Linked DNA regions of Mus musculus: regions 1, 2, 3 and 5 are each linked to region 4. A link is a contact called in public HiChIP or PLAC-seq data. All regions are on one chromosome and are shown on one strand. The core of a region is the stretch at or near the end of the contact, and the rest is flanking DNA. Distances in the headings are between cores, read along the strand shown.

Evidence for each region. HiChIP or PLAC-seq counts read pairs in DNA pulled down with a chosen protein or histone mark.
Region 1: a contact with region 4 is called in an H3K4me3 HiChIP or PLAC-seq map of bone marrow-derived macrophages, with 3 times the contacts expected there. The contact joins the promoter of Smim14 here to the promoter of Fam114a1 in region 4. A contact is called at or near these places in 3 of 39 promoter capture datasets (the C10 cell line, liver and pre-B cells), 1 of 484 Hi-C or Micro-C datasets (uterus) and 3 of 115 datasets of contacts at active chromatin or transcription factors (bone marrow-derived macrophages, memory CD8 T cells and pancreatic cancer cells).
Region 2: a contact with region 4 is called in an H3K4me3 HiChIP or PLAC-seq map of bone marrow-derived macrophages, with 4 times the contacts expected there. The contact joins the enhancer-like site here to the promoter of Fam114a1 in region 4. A contact is called at or near these places in 6 of 39 promoter capture datasets (cranial neural crest, embryonic stem cells, hippocampal neurons and 3 more), 8 of 115 datasets of contacts at active chromatin or transcription factors (bone marrow-derived macrophages, embryonic stem cells, microglia and 1 more) and 2 of 9 other capture datasets (embryonic stem cells and liver).
Region 3: an RNA polymerase II HiChIP or PLAC-seq map of embryonic stem cells shows a contact between it and region 4, with 9 read pairs. The contact joins the enhancer-like site here to the promoter of Fam114a1 in region 4. A contact is called at or near these places in 10 of 39 promoter capture datasets (the 3T3-L1 cell line, cranial neural crest, embryonic stem cells and 6 more), 7 of 484 Hi-C or Micro-C datasets (the C2C12 cell line, cortical neurons, cranial neural crest and 3 more), 11 of 115 datasets of contacts at active chromatin or transcription factors (acute myeloid leukemia, bone marrow-derived macrophages, differentiating embryonic stem cells and 7 more) and 3 of 9 other capture datasets (bone marrow-derived macrophages, embryonic stem cells and macrophages).
Region 5: an H3K4me3 HiChIP or PLAC-seq map of embryonic stem cells shows a contact between it and region 4, with 5 times the contacts expected there. The contact joins the enhancer-like site here to the promoter of Fam114a1 in region 4. A contact is called at or near these places in 11 of 39 promoter capture datasets (3T3-L1-derived adipocytes, the C10 cell line, cranial neural crest and 4 more), 5 of 115 datasets of contacts at active chromatin or transcription factors (astrocytes, bone marrow-derived macrophages, embryonic stem cells and 2 more) and 2 of 9 other capture datasets (embryonic stem cells and liver).

The regions. Positions count from the first base shown.
Region 1 is chr5:65,491,490-65,494,190 of GRCm38.p6, reverse strand. Smim14 (small integral membrane protein 14) reads left to right here and starts at 1,308. Exons shown (of 5, transcript NM_133697.4): 1 at 1,308-1,455.
Region 2 is chr5:64,437,439-64,440,138 of GRCm38.p6, reverse strand. No RefSeq gene overlaps it. Among named protein-coding and RNA genes, the nearest start is that of Gm31363, 13 kb to the left of the region's middle. Within about 2 kb of position 1,283, at least 52 of the 459 cell types and tissues checked have an H3K27ac peak or open chromatin away from gene starts, as enhancers often do. A contact at or near this core is called in bone marrow-derived macrophages and neural stem cells, where this site is marked.
Region 3 is chr5:64,363,525-64,366,224 of GRCm38.p6, reverse strand. No RefSeq gene overlaps it. Among named protein-coding and RNA genes, the nearest start is that of Gm43837, 13 kb to the left of the region's middle. Within about 2 kb of position 1,269, at least 96 of the 459 cell types and tissues checked have an H3K27ac peak or open chromatin away from gene starts, as enhancers often do. A contact at or near this core is called in the C2C12 cell line, cortical neurons, embryonic stem cells and 1 more, where this site is marked.
Region 4 is chr5:64,968,781-64,971,480 of GRCm38.p6, reverse strand. Fam114a1 (family with sequence similarity 114, member A1) reads right to left here and starts at 1,406. Exons shown (of 14, transcript NM_026667.3): 1 at 1,337-1,406. It overlaps Mir574 (microRNA 574), which reads right to left and starts at 1,163; the gene lies at 1,086-1,163. It also overlaps a transcript of Tlr6 not described here.
Region 5 is chr5:64,264,090-64,266,789 of GRCm38.p6, reverse strand. Tbc1d1 (TBC1 domain family, member 1) reads right to left here. Exons shown (of 22, transcript NM_001310611.1): 6 at 2,332-2,464. Among named protein-coding and RNA genes, the nearest start is that of Gm38634, 8.3 kb to the right of the region's middle. Within about 2 kb of position 1,384, at least 24 of the 459 cell types and tissues checked have an H3K27ac peak or open chromatin away from gene starts, as enhancers often do. A contact at or near this core is called in embryonic stem cells, where this site is marked.

The DNA.
Region 1 (2,701 bases), core at 59-2,558, 520 kb before region 4:
GGAAGACAGAGCTCCCCTGCTTGTTTTCGCTGGTCGGGTTTTGTTTTCTTTTCTAACTTGTAACCTTACCAAAGAAAGCAGGCCATACCTCAGTAGAACACGGATTGTGAACCATGTAGCCAAAGACAGACTGTGCAGCACTGTTTTAAAGGGTTTTGTTTTTCTTTTTTTGTTGTCAGATTGTTAAACTATTAGGGAAGAAAATGAAATTCCAAGTGGATGTTTTCTGCCGTTCACTATTTTTTGTCCAGACTTTAGATTCTCAGGATAATTTTTTTCTTGTACTTTCTTATAAAAATATGCTTAGTTTCGTCCAGAGTTCCTCGAGGTCATTGGATACATCTGTAGAATTACGGCTGCCACAGCTGCTTCCAGAGGTGCTCTTTTTGCTTATCAGGCTCCACACTTCAATTTGCTGGTATTTCCCGTCCTTTCTTACATGGGAATTAAGCTGTCTTTGGATTGTTGAAATACTGCTTCCTAACTTCCAAGCCCAAGAATGGTGTGCTGCTACCTCCTTTGGCCACATTCCCTCCTCCACTAGGAGGGCAAACCCATGGCTAGGCTCCCCTCACTTTTAAAAACAAAAAACAAAAAAACCCAGACATATTCTATGCTGCACTGGCTGGGCTCAAATTCACATACTCCCACCCACTCCCCCAGGGTTTCTCAATGCAGCCCTGGCTGTCCTGCAACTCGCTCTGCAAACCAGCCTGTCTCTGCTTCTGCTGTTGAGCCATCACATCCGGCTTCTAACATCTCTCTTTTAAGGTTAAGGTTGAACTTAATTTAGGTCTGTTTTCCAATCCAAAATCCGAACGTCATCAGGATCACTCATCCCTCCCCACCTCCCAGCTGACATGCTTCTGTAATCTTCGAGTTCCGATTTTCACGCGTGCCTGATGATGAACTCCCACCGCCACCTCTGCAGGTAGACCGGGTCTCAGCAGTCATCAATTTGTGCGCGCGCCCCTCCGCCTAAGTATGACTAAACACCGCCGTGGACAGAAGCCATTCCCTCGACAAACAGACAGACACGTCAGATGATCATGACCACGGAAGACAGCACGGAGGCGACGTGGGACAACTTAACAGCCGGGTTGCCCTTCCTTCTCGGTGGAGCAACCCCACCCCGCCACACCGGAACTGCCTCCCCCACGCCGGGCGCGCCCACGCACGTCAGCGCCGGAGCTGCGGGAGCCGCCCCCCTCCGACGCAGGTGGCCCGCGCGACACGCGCATGCTCCCTAGGTAGGGTCACGAGCGGCTCCGGGTGCTACAATCTGTTGCGCCGCCCTCGGGGAGCCCGCAGATCCGGGTCTCGTGGCTAAGAGTGACGTGGTCTATCGAATCCAAACAGAGGGGAGGAGGCCGGCGGCCAGCAGCATCGGCAGCGACAGCGGCGTCCGGAACGCTCCCGGCCGCCACCCTCCCCGCCCGCCGCTGTTTTGGGCGGGTGAGTGTCCCGTCCCCCCCTCTCTCCCCGGCCCACCGCCCTCCTCGGCGACCCTCTTGGCGTCGCCACTTCTGTGGCCGCGCGCACCCGGGGACCGCTGCGGCGGAGCGGGCGCCTTTGGCTGGGCGCTGCACCCGGGGAGCCCGCAGCCGCTGGCCCGGCAGCCTGCAGCTGGGCTGCACAGGCACCCGCAGTCCGGGTGCTTTCACTTTTAGGGCCCCATAGGCGGCGCGGGCGTGCAGGGGGTTAGGGACAGTCACCCCGAAGGCCGGGCGGTGGCGTTTGCCTGGTGGGTTCGATGAAGTCACCCGGACGGGGCCCTTTTGTTGTGGTGTGTTGGTAGCTGCCATCCTAAAAGCCAGAGCTCTTCTTTAGCCTCCATTGTGTTGCGGATTTAAAGGATTCCCCTTTTCTGTTGGTTCAGTTCTGTTGGTTCAGTACGTGGAGCCGGGGCTGACAATGGAGCAGGTAGCAGCACCGTTATCGGAAGGAATGCAGGGCAACAGCCTGGCAATGGTTTGAGATCCGTGTCGCTGCTTAAAGCCGAAGTTTTCCGAAGTGGCTGCTTAAACGTTAGGATTTTAGCCAAGATGATACTTGCTAACTGTAGCGAGGCGGCAGGATGCTTTTAGTTGCCCCAGTTGGAAAAGCCGAGGATGCGGCCTTAGTAATGGAGTGCCCTGGGTTTACAGCTGGAGCGCCTGATGAGCTTCAGGAAGCATTTATACCTGCATGTGTGGAAGACACCCTCCCGATTTTGTGTTGTGGTGTCACTTGGCAGCTATCCGTACCAGAATTGGGAAAAACCTACAGTTTACCAAGGGTTCTAGTCTGGAAACGCTCGCTGCCCTGTGTCTGCTGTGGAGGTTAGGGGAAGCAGCTGCGTGCTCCTGCTTCAGGTGACTCCCTGCTCGCGCAGATTCCTTCAGTGTAGCCGCCCACCCTTTTGCCCTCCGCACTCAGACCAGAAAACCAAGCCTGGATGTTCCATCGTGTTTTCGAAAAGGGACATTTCCCCCTCTCCAAGATACTTATAGTGTTTCTGTGGAAAGCAGCAGGAAGGAACGAGGAAACAGATTGATTGCTGTCCATCAAATCTGGGAAGAAGTCTTAGGAATTTAGACCCCTATCTTTGAAGGGTGTGCCCTTGGGCAGTAACGGACCTCGTATCAAATCTTTTCCTCCTGTGTAGATCATGGATTTTCCCTCTTTTTTTTCTCCCATACTTGGAATCTTGATGATATAG
Region 2 (2,700 bases), core at 34-2,533, 530 kb after region 4:
TTTAGGGAGTGTTAATAAGGGCGGGGGGGTGGGGTGGGGACAACCAGGCATAGGGGTATTATTGCCTGTAATACCAGCACTTGGTAGTCGAAGGCAAGAGGATTAGAGGTTCAAAGCCAGCCTTTGCTCCAGGCTGGCCTGAACTACATGAGACCTTTTTGTTTGTTTGTTTTAAAAGAGAGAATGGAGAGGAAAGAAATGACAGGAAGAGAAAAGGAAGGAAGCAAAGAGGAAGGAAAGACAGACAAAAATTGGCATCATTTCTAAATCATGTTTGATCATCTTTAATGATTTCATGGTGATCTTACACATCCACTTTGGTGTGTGTTCGTGTGTGTGTGTGTGTGTGTGTGTGCGCATGTATGCCTCTATGCATGCATGTTCATGCATGTGTGCATGCATGTAACTAGAATGAGATGGTAGACTTGCATATCTCAAAACACATTTAACATGTTATTAAAATTCTTTATAACATTTAGTTTTTAACAGTCAGCACTTTTGTTTTGTTTTTTAACTACTTTTTTGCACTCAGTTTGCGGGCCACTTGTATCTTGGAGCCATTACAACAGATTTTACAAGGAGTATCTTTTCTTCTCTCTTTTTAATTTTTTTACTTTTATTTTTGAGACAGCATTTCTCTGTGTAGCCCTGGCTGTCCTAGAACTTCCTCTGTAGAGCAGGCTGGCCTTGAACTCAGAGATCCATCTATCTCAGCCTCCCAAGTACTGAGATCAAAGGGGTGTGTCACAAAGGCCTGGCTAAGGAGATGTCTTTTCAGGCATAGCTTAGAGGCTCGTCCTGTAGCTTACAGTCTTTGAAGTCAAATTGCAAGTCAATGAGAGTGGTAAAAATGTGGAAGAAACCGAAGTGATGGCTCACTTCTGTCATCCCAGCATTTGGGAGCTTGAGACAGGAAAATCATGGGGGTTCCAAGCCAGCCGGAGCTATACAGCAAGACTCTGTTCAACGAATAAACAGAAAGGGAAATGTCTATTTTAGTTTTGTTCCAGGAAGTTATCCATCTACTTTGAGTTTTCTGAGTGACCTTCATTAGGACATCCTACATTATGTAGATTGAATTCTGTGTCCTTCTTTCTCAGGCCTGAGTCATTAACCCCAAGGTCGCCAGGCAAACAGGTGCACTCTTTGAATGAATCACCCAGCACAGATTTTTTTTTTTTTCTTCTATCAAAATCCCCAGCAAGCTTGGCGCTTCTCGTGCCCAGTTCCCCTCTGTCTTACCCATGGATGCTTACAGCTTGCCCTTCCTGTTTTCTGCCTCCTGAAAGATGTGTGTGCTTTGAATCACACTGCCCCACGCTGCCAGCTCTCATCTGTTAGATCCTGTCCTTAAGTCCAGGGGCATTTTCCACTGACAAGTCTTTCATTAGTTTCTCTCTCCAAGGGGTTGTAACACCTTGTCATCTGATCATCCTGGCCAATCTCCCGCAAGACGATCGTATCATACAGATCATTAATAAGGATGAAGTGTGTGCACCCTGAGTGAGTGAGCTCCCAGCCCCGCCCGGCACTCCACCCTGCGTCAGTTTCAGCCCTACGCATCCTGACACTTCTGTGCTTTCTAATTTCAGTTCACGTGACCAATAGTGACTTCACGAGCTGTACTCTGCAGTCAGAATCTCCTGCAGGGCCTGCATCCCTGTCACACCCCTGATCCCCCTTCCCCACCCATAGATGCCCTGGATGACTTGCTACAACTGGACTCCACCGGGTTTAGGAACCTTGTTGGGTAAGCACAACAGGAAACCTTGAGATAGGAAGTGAGTCAGGGAGAGCTCTCTTAGGGTCCTCTATAAATGTTGTTACAGGATGGCCATTGCTTCTTTACAAGGCAGCCCCTCCCCCAAGCCCCCAAATCCACTCCATCCTTCTCAGCCCCGGGGATGGTAAGAGCCCTATTGGATATCACTCAGACTTTCTTCCACCCTCTGGTGGCTTTACTACACCCTGGTCATTCTTATAAGACATCCTTTAAACCCTCCTGAACTGAGCCAGCGTGAACATGCCATCAGCTCCTCACTAAAATTCTGATGGATACACTACAGCATCTGACCAGCCCCAGGCTAATGCCACTGCAGGGCTGGGCTGGCCACCACACCTGCCACCTCTGCTCCCAGACATTCAACACTGCTGCCAAAACCCTGTGGGCACCCAGCCTCCCTTCCTCTCAGATCCACAAATGCTCGGCGATTTTGGAGTTCTTACATTTGTTAATATAAAAGGGCTTTGAAATTCTCCTGGCAAGAGCAGACTTTTAGTGTTCCAGTATTTTCCATGTATTCACTTAACAAATATTTGTTGAACTCCTCCCATGTGCCAGACACCGAGCTAGACGGCAAGCACACATCTGTGGGCAAAGCAGACTCCCATAAGGTTGTGGGAAGGAAGCCGCAGAAAGTGCTGGCATGTCACGATGGCCTCCTGCAACACAGGGCCTGAGGAATGTGTCCCCAATGGAGGATGTGCCAGTTCCTACTGGGGTCTTATCTTCAACAGGTCATGATGTCCCAAAAGATCTTCTGTACAAGAATATACAAAAGCAATTCTCCCTCCAAAAGTTTCCTTTAGCAAGTGTGTGGCAGGGGGACCAGCTTCCATTTCATCAGCTTCAGGAACTAAGGGGCCCATTAGCTATGGCAGGGCTGAAAGGGTTTTGATACTTCATCTTGCCTGCCCTCT
Region 3 (2,700 bases), core at 20-2,519, 610 kb after region 4:
GGATACACCAGAACAGGAGTGCTGTGGCTTGAGTGTTCTCCCTGAAAGTCATGCCAAAACTTAATTCCCGTTGTGTGGTGTTACGAGAGCAGAAACCTAATACGACAGCCTTTGGAGGGTGGGACATTTGGAAGCTAAGGTTAAATGAGATCAAGTGATGGAGCCCTCATCCAGTAGAACTGTGGCATTATGGCACAGGACAGACCTGAGCACACATGTTTACATTCAGTCCTTTTCACTAGGAGCAGGGCTCTCACTCTGTACTGACTCACCACAGAGACTCACCAGATGCCAGTGCTCCCCACATCCCTACTCCACTCCTACTCTTCACAGAAGCTCCAAGCAGATTCATAGTACCTTAGGGTGAGGATTATAGATTATTTCCTTGCTACTTTCAGCTTCAGAGCCTCAGCCAGCCTTGCCCTGGTACCTTCCAATACACAGGTGCACGTGAGCGTTAATATAGGACCAGAGAAAGGACCGGTGATCTCACAGCAAAGCTTTAACAATGGCTGCGGCTTCTGTAATAGACGATCCTTTTTTCTTTTGTCTGCTGAGAGATCTACTTTCTTTGCATTTTTTATTGCTGTGGGTCTCACTTGCCTTGTAAGGTTTTAACGTTATGCAACAACAGATAATTGCGTCACGTGGTGCTTTCATTTAAAAATAATCACTTCAAATATCAACAAGCACTGGTAACTGGGAGGCCTCCAATCTCTTCTGCTCGTCCTGTAAGTCGCAAACCCTTGCCTGCTCTCTGGCTCTGTGCGACTCATTGCCCTAATAGGAAGCCAGGAAAAATGGTCATCAGTGAATCCTACTATGTGCCAGGTGCAACTGCTGGCCCACCCTCCCCACAACTTTGGCAGGCACTCTCATTCCCACCAGGGTTATGACACCACAGTGGGTTCCAATGGATACCAACCACATCACACACATGATCAACATCAAATGAGTTGTCAGTGACACAAGGTCTGCTTGAAGCCAAGCATTCCAGAACTTTCCAGGACACTGGTGAAGGCATTAGTTTAAGACTTCCTCAGACACCAGTAACAGGGCTCCTCTCTCTCTGGGAAGCATCTTTTTCTTTTCTTTTCCTTCTTTCTCTCTCTCTCTTTCTCTCTCTCTCTCTCTCTTTCTTTCTTCCTTTCTTTCTTTCTTTTTTTTATTCCAAACTCCTGCATCCCGGAAGCAGCAGAGAGCTGGTTCTCAATTGCCACCACCCCACCACAGCTACCACCACCACCAGTTCAGGAGCTTGCCAAGAGTCAGCCAAGCATAGACAGCTTGTATTCAGAGTTGCTGTGGGTCTGCCCCACCCACCCCACCCAACCTCCTGCAAAAGCTTAAATCTCAGGCATGGAAAAAAAATCAGACAGGCCATCTTAGGCTAGGGGGAGGAAAAAAAAAAAAAAAAAACTCCCAACCAACAGCTGCTGCCTAATTGGCTTTCTAAATAGTTAGAGGCTGCCAAGTGCAGAAATGAATTAAATAAGCCTTTTCCCCCCTCCAGGGTGGAGCAGCAGGCTCCGGGGCTCCACCCAAGTCACACCCTAGTTGCGGCTATTTATAATATCTAAAAGCCAGATGGAACCTGCCAAGGGGAACAGAGATCGTGACAAAAAGCATAGATCCAAAGCCCAGCCCTCTCCTGGAGTAGACACAGATCTGGAGGGGCCCCTAGGGACTGTGGGGGTTGCAAAGAATGGTAGAGGGATTGAGCCTTTCGCAGAGTCAGGTTTCTCAGCTGCAGGTACCGATTGGGAGTAGGGTGATGCGGGCTGTACCTGCTGGATCCAGAGGAGCTAGGTGATTCCGACAGTATTTGTTCCCTGGGCAGCTTGAGCCCAGTTAGAAGGAACAGCAGCCAGATGTGGATTTGGCAGGTGAAACAGCTGGACTGCTCCTCCCCTCAGCCAAACAGAACCTGGAGCAATATGGTCCATGGTAGTCCAGAGTGCTTCCAGGGAGCTGGGGACAAATCCTGATTTCTTGTCTGTGAGATGTGCTTGTCAGTAAACCCTTGGAGGGTTTACATCCTTATTTATGAGACACGGGCTGTAATCAAACCAGCCAGATGGGATTTTTGAGAACGTTAAACATGCCCTAAGTGCTCAGGATAGTTTTGCAGCAGAGGCCACAGCTGTTACTATAGGATTTGATGTCTGGACTCAAAAATGCCTCTGTGTTGGCCACTGTGTGCTGGTCTCTGGTGGGTTGAGTCCCCGTGTCCCTGCTGGGCTGAAGCATCTTAAAGACAGATTGAATGTTGGCTGTCTCCTTCCTGCCGATGAACAAAGGCTGGTTTGAGCTAGCAAATCATCAGAAATAGGCACCTGATACAATCCCGTTCACATCTGACTTCCCAGCCCAGCTGTTCTGGTCTTGAGTTAGGATCACTGCTCCCCCAAGCTCTAGCCCCATCATGAGAGCACAGCCCTGACCTGTACTGTCCAGTTTTCCTGACCGCCTGTTAAGGTACATCTTCTATGTCTCCCTAGGGTTTGTGAGTTGATTGAAGGCCCTGTACCCTTGAAACCAGTGTCCTGAGTGGGAGACATCATGGTAGGCACAGAGTGGATCACAGGTGTCATGGGTGAATTCATCTATTTATGGGCTCATGGCTGAATGAGTTTGGGAAGATGGGCTTTATACAACAAAATATGAGGTCCTCTTTGGCTTCCTGGGTGCTGGGAGGTG
Region 4 (2,700 bases), core at 157-2,656:
CTCTTCTTCTGAGACTTCCACAGACTTCTCTAATGCCTTTGGAAGACTCGTCTATGTCACCCTTCAAGCCTGTGAACCACGAGCCCTTGCTTCGTTCTGACCCACAAATATTTACTCAACTGATATATACTGTGTTTGATATTGATTTGAACGAAAAACGATGTCTCACATAAGCCTGCTCTGATGAAAGAAATAACTACTTACACTTCTGAATCCCCAAGATTCAGGAAGCCCCCCACCCCCTAACACCCCGCCCCCCACCCCCCACCCCCCGTCCCCAAATTCCTTCTACACTGGCTAACTTGTGCTTCAAATCCCACCCTTGGAGTTTCATTCCATCGCTGGCAGCTTTCAATGTAAGAAGTTTAATCAGAACATTTCAGGATTGATAGAGGAAATGGAGGAGAGAGTCTAGGATATGGGCTGGGGAGGAAAGAACTCTAGGAAGCCAGGTGAGCTAAGAGAGGCTTCTCGGAATGACCTTGTTTCTCTTGTTCTGGTGTCCCAGGGAGGAGTTCAAGGACTGCTGATTTAAAAAGCCATCAGCTTCTATCAAGAGGTTCAGGGGTGGACACTGATGGTATGGCCCAGAGAGTGCTCCCATAGTCTGCCGAAAGTCCTCCTTCTTTAAGAAAAGCCAGTGAAATCCAAGTGGGGACTGACTGACAGCTGGGAAATACTCACCAGATTCCTCGGAGAAGACAAGCTGGCTGGGTAAAGGGGCTGCCTTTGGGGTGGGGAAGAGGGGGCCCAAGAGGGTCCTGGGAATGCAAACGGTGCTAGCTTAAGGTGTTTCAGGGGGGCAGGAGCGCAGGCATGCTGGGTGTGGGGCATGCCAGGGAAAGATGATGGATCAGGATGGAGGTCAAGGCCTGTGCTCGGTTTTCCCAGGGGGAGGACAAGCTCACCCTAGGAATGGAGGTCTTTGACTAGCAAGAACTGGATCCCTCAGAGCGTCGCGCTGGGAGGACCCTACAGCCCACCCCAGACTTGGGACACTTGGGGAAACTTTCCAGACTGGCTTGTGCCTAGCCTCTGGCAGCGGACTCCACGGAGCTCCAGGCCGGACGAGGGTGCAGACCGGGCGTGCGGGCGTGTGGGTGTGTGCATGAGCGTGGACTTGGAGCGACACACACTCACACACACACACTCACACGCCCGCACCCACGCAGGGCCCTCGGCCGCGTCTCCCCCGACCTTCGTGCCCAAGCAAGTTGCTTTCTCGGGACGGTTCCCCGCCGGTGATTTCTCACACCCTACAGCGGACAAGGGTCGCGGCGCGCTGGTCCCCTCCCGCCCGGGAAGGGGATGGGGAGAGGGCGCCCCGGGCTCTTACCGCTTGGCCGGCCGAGTGCGCGCGGGAGTCCCGGGTCCCGCCCCGCCACGTCGGCAGGACCGGCGGGGACGCGGCCGCAGGGGAGGGACCGGCCAAGCTGCCCCGCCCCGGGCCGCCCTCCTCTGCCTCTGCCCGGCCCCACTGCACCCTGACCTGCTGCGAACTCCGAACTCCGCCGTCCCAGATCGGTGGTCGGGGCAGAGCGCGGGGTCCCCTGCCTTCCATTACGAAGCACTGGGGAAGCCCTGCAGGTTGTAAGGAGTCCCCTAGCCTCACCGTGGGATTTCCCGGTTCTAAATTAGGTGGAATTCTCTGACCACGTCAGCGATGGGAGTGGGATGTGATTAGAAACAAAAGTAAAAAGACTCAAAGGAGCCATGCTTTCTAGAAGGCCAGCTTGGAAATGTGGATCAAAGCCCAAATTCATTCTCTTTGGCCTGGGCATTGCACATCTGCGTTTGGCGTGGAAAATGTATTTGTCCAAAGCAAACAAAATCTCCCCTCCCCTCCCCTCCCCTCCCTGATGGCAGCAGGGGGTAGGGTAGGGTGGGGCGGAATGGGATGGGGTTTGCACCACGTAGTTTCTCCGTGTCGCCCTGGCTGTCCTAGATCTCACTCTGTAGACCAGGCTGGCCTTGTACTCAGACCTCTGCCAGCCTCTGCCTAGGATTAAAGGTATGCGTCTCCAAGGTTTGACTGGTCACCATTTCTCATGCGCGCCCCCTTTCTGGTTTTCTCTTTGTAAGCTGCTCTCTCTTTTTAGGCAGCTTCCGTTTGTGTGTGTTTCTTTCCTTTGAGGAGTTGCTTGTGCATTTCTGTGCAGTTGCAAACAATAAACACCTGTTAGAATAGAACTTTGTGTGCTTGGGGGGACTTTTCACCACCCTGGAGTTCTTAATTTTAAGTAGTCAGTTGTTGGTGTAACTTATATGCTTGAGCCAGGGAGTGGCACTATTAGGAGGTGTGGCCTTGTTGTAGTGGGAGTGGCCTTGGAGTAGGTGTGTCACTGTGGGCATGGACTTAAGACCCTCATCCTATGGACTGCCTGAAAGGCACTGCTCTGCTAGCAGCTTTCAGATGAAGACTTAGAACTCTCAGCTCCTCCTGCACCATGCCTGCCTGGATGCTGCCATGCTCTCGCCTTGATGATGATGGACTGAACCTCTGAACCTATAAGCCAGTTCCAATTAAATGTTGTCCTTATAAGAGTTGACACGGTCATGGTGTCTGCTCACAGCAGTGAAACCCTAAGACAGTTGACTTCTGCTAGTTTGTTGCTCTTTTCTTTTTTCTTTTTAGGAAGATGAGAAAAAATGTTCAGAGTGGGAGGGGCTCTGAGTGGGGCCATTCAAGACTGATAGTTT
Region 5 (2,700 bases), core at 135-2,634, 700 kb after region 4:
ATCCCTAGGCCAGTCATCATGGTTTCTATAAGAAAGCAGGCTGAGCAAGCCATGGGTTGCAAGCCTGTAAGCAGCACCCCTCCATATCACCTTGGGCCTCCAGGTTCCTGCCCTGTTTGACTTCCTATCCTGGCTTCCTTCAATAATTAACCTTGATGTGGAAGTATAAACCAAATAAACCCTTTCGTCCCCAAATTGCTTTGGATATGGTGTTTCACCACAGCAACAGAAACCCATATGAACACTCACCATATGAAGTAGCAAATTCACTAACTCTAAAGAATGGAAAGCAGAAACCTGAACAGATGTGTGTATACCAAAATTCTTAGCACTACTGCTCACACAGGAAAAGGCCAAAAGAACTGGAATGTCCAGTGATGAATAAATGAATCAACTGATAGAATATTATTCAGCCAAAGAAAGAAATAGGATCCTGACATGTATAAAATGAGCAAACCCAGAAGATGCAATGCTAAGTGAAAGAAACCAAAACCAAGAAACCAAATCCTACTGATTCCACTATACAGGGTACCTAGATTAACTCAAATTGTAGAATCAGAAAGGGAGAAAGCTCAGTGGTAAGAGACCTCAGTAAGTCACTGAACCTCCAATCAAAGCAGGGCACGCTGCTCGGGCCTCTAACTCCTGCACAGGGAACAGAGACAAATAGACTCTCAGCACTTACCAGCCGGACTAATCCAGCCAAAACCAGCTCTGGTTCAGTGAGAAATCCTGTCTGAAGTCAACAAGGCAGAGAAAGTCAAAGGAAAACAGCCATGTCCCTGCTCTGGCTTCTACACACACAGGCACACATATGTATACATTCACACACCACAAATTACCCCAACACACACACACACACACACACACACACACACACACACACACACACACAGAGGAAAACACAAAGTAGAACGGTGGCTGCCTGGGGCTGTGGCAAGTTACAAGGGGGAGAGAGCTGTGACTCAGGAAGATGAAAGGAGAGCAGTGGGAACCTTACTCAAGAACCAGACTCTAAAAAAAAAAAAAAGGTGAAAACGATACATTGTATATCTGGGTATACTTTTCCCCACAATTACTTAGAAAAAGAAGAAATAGATCTAAATGTCAATATAGTTTTTCTTTATAGAATTACAGTTTGTGACACGTATTCGAGATACATAAGAAATGATCATGCCTTTGTTTCTACAATTGGATAATTTAAATCATATGACAATATCAAAAACCATACACCTACAAAATAGAATTAGATGCAAAGTGAAGAAAAAGGGCACACAATACTTCTTCCCAGATTCCTCCATAGGAGTCCTGACCACTCACTACCACCCTATCTGCTGCCCCTCCCTGATGACCAGGGCCAGACTTCACCCTAGCCTGAACAGTTCTCACCCAAGAGAGCTCCTTCCTCTTCTGAGAGGGTAGCTGCAGGTAGCGCCTGCCTGGTAGTCAGACAGTGGATCCGGGGCTTGCAATACCCGAGTTTATCCCTAGATGGCTCTAACCTCTCAATTTATTTATAAAATTATAAATAATTTTACTTTTTCTTCACACCATGATGAAGTTAAAATTGACAGTATCTTTTAAAAACCTCTAAGCACTGTTTCCCACAATTACTTAGGAAAAAAAGAGAGAGAGAAACTAGGTCTAAATGTCAATATAGTTTTTCTTTACCGAATTATAGTTTGTGACAAGTATTCTAGATACACAAGATGATCATGCCTTTGTTTCTACAATCAGATAATTTAAATCATGTGACAATCTCAAAAACCATACACCTAGATAGAAAGGCTTACTACCAAACAGTAACTCTTACTATCAAATAAATCCTGCAAATGGTGACATTTCATAAGCATCTAGAAACTGTAGTTAAGATTGTCACCATGGTTTTGGGGTTTTGGTTTTTATTCCTCCCCACTCACTTCTCAATCAGGACCCGTTTTCTGCTCTCCTCCATTAAAACTGCCCTGGCAGAACTGCAGGTGACTCTCTACTAGAAAACATGGTAAACTTCTTAGGTCTCCTTTCACTAGATCTCTGTGGTGTTCAATCTGAAAGACCCACCATTCTCACACAGCTCAGTAAATGTTGGACCACATGCATTCCTAACCTCTTTATTCCTCCCAGGGTGTCTTGGAGGAGAGATGGCAAGAGGGGGTGTGGGTCCTTAGCTTTGTCTCCATCATGCCCAGGAAAGATTCTTGTCACACAGAACACATCCACTGCACGATGTGAGGTCGTCTATGATCCCTCTGACATGGCCCTACAGAGTAGTGCCACAAGCACTCCCACCCAAGGCCTTGGTGCTACACGCTAAAAGTGCCCCCTACTCACCCTCTATCCTTTCGCAGAGCTTGTGCAGGCCTTGCAAGGGGCAGCCCTCACAGAGCTGGGCTGGTGCCTTAGCCGTCTGCTGCACCGCAGCTACCGTGAAAGCCTGCTTCAGAGTCATCATGATCTCGTCAACCTGCACAGAGGAGCCAAGGGTCAACAGCAAGTCAGCTGGGCCGACCGACCGGCTGACCGACGGCGGCAGCAAGCTCACAGGACAGACTTTGTGTGGTAAATTGTTTTTTCTGGGCTATTTTTCACAGACTGACAGGAAATAGTGGAAATAATTGCTAGGGTTGCTTTTTGTTGTCAGAGGATGACTCCTCTAGCGTCAGCACTCTTAAAACAGGTGAGACACAAGGTAAGAACATT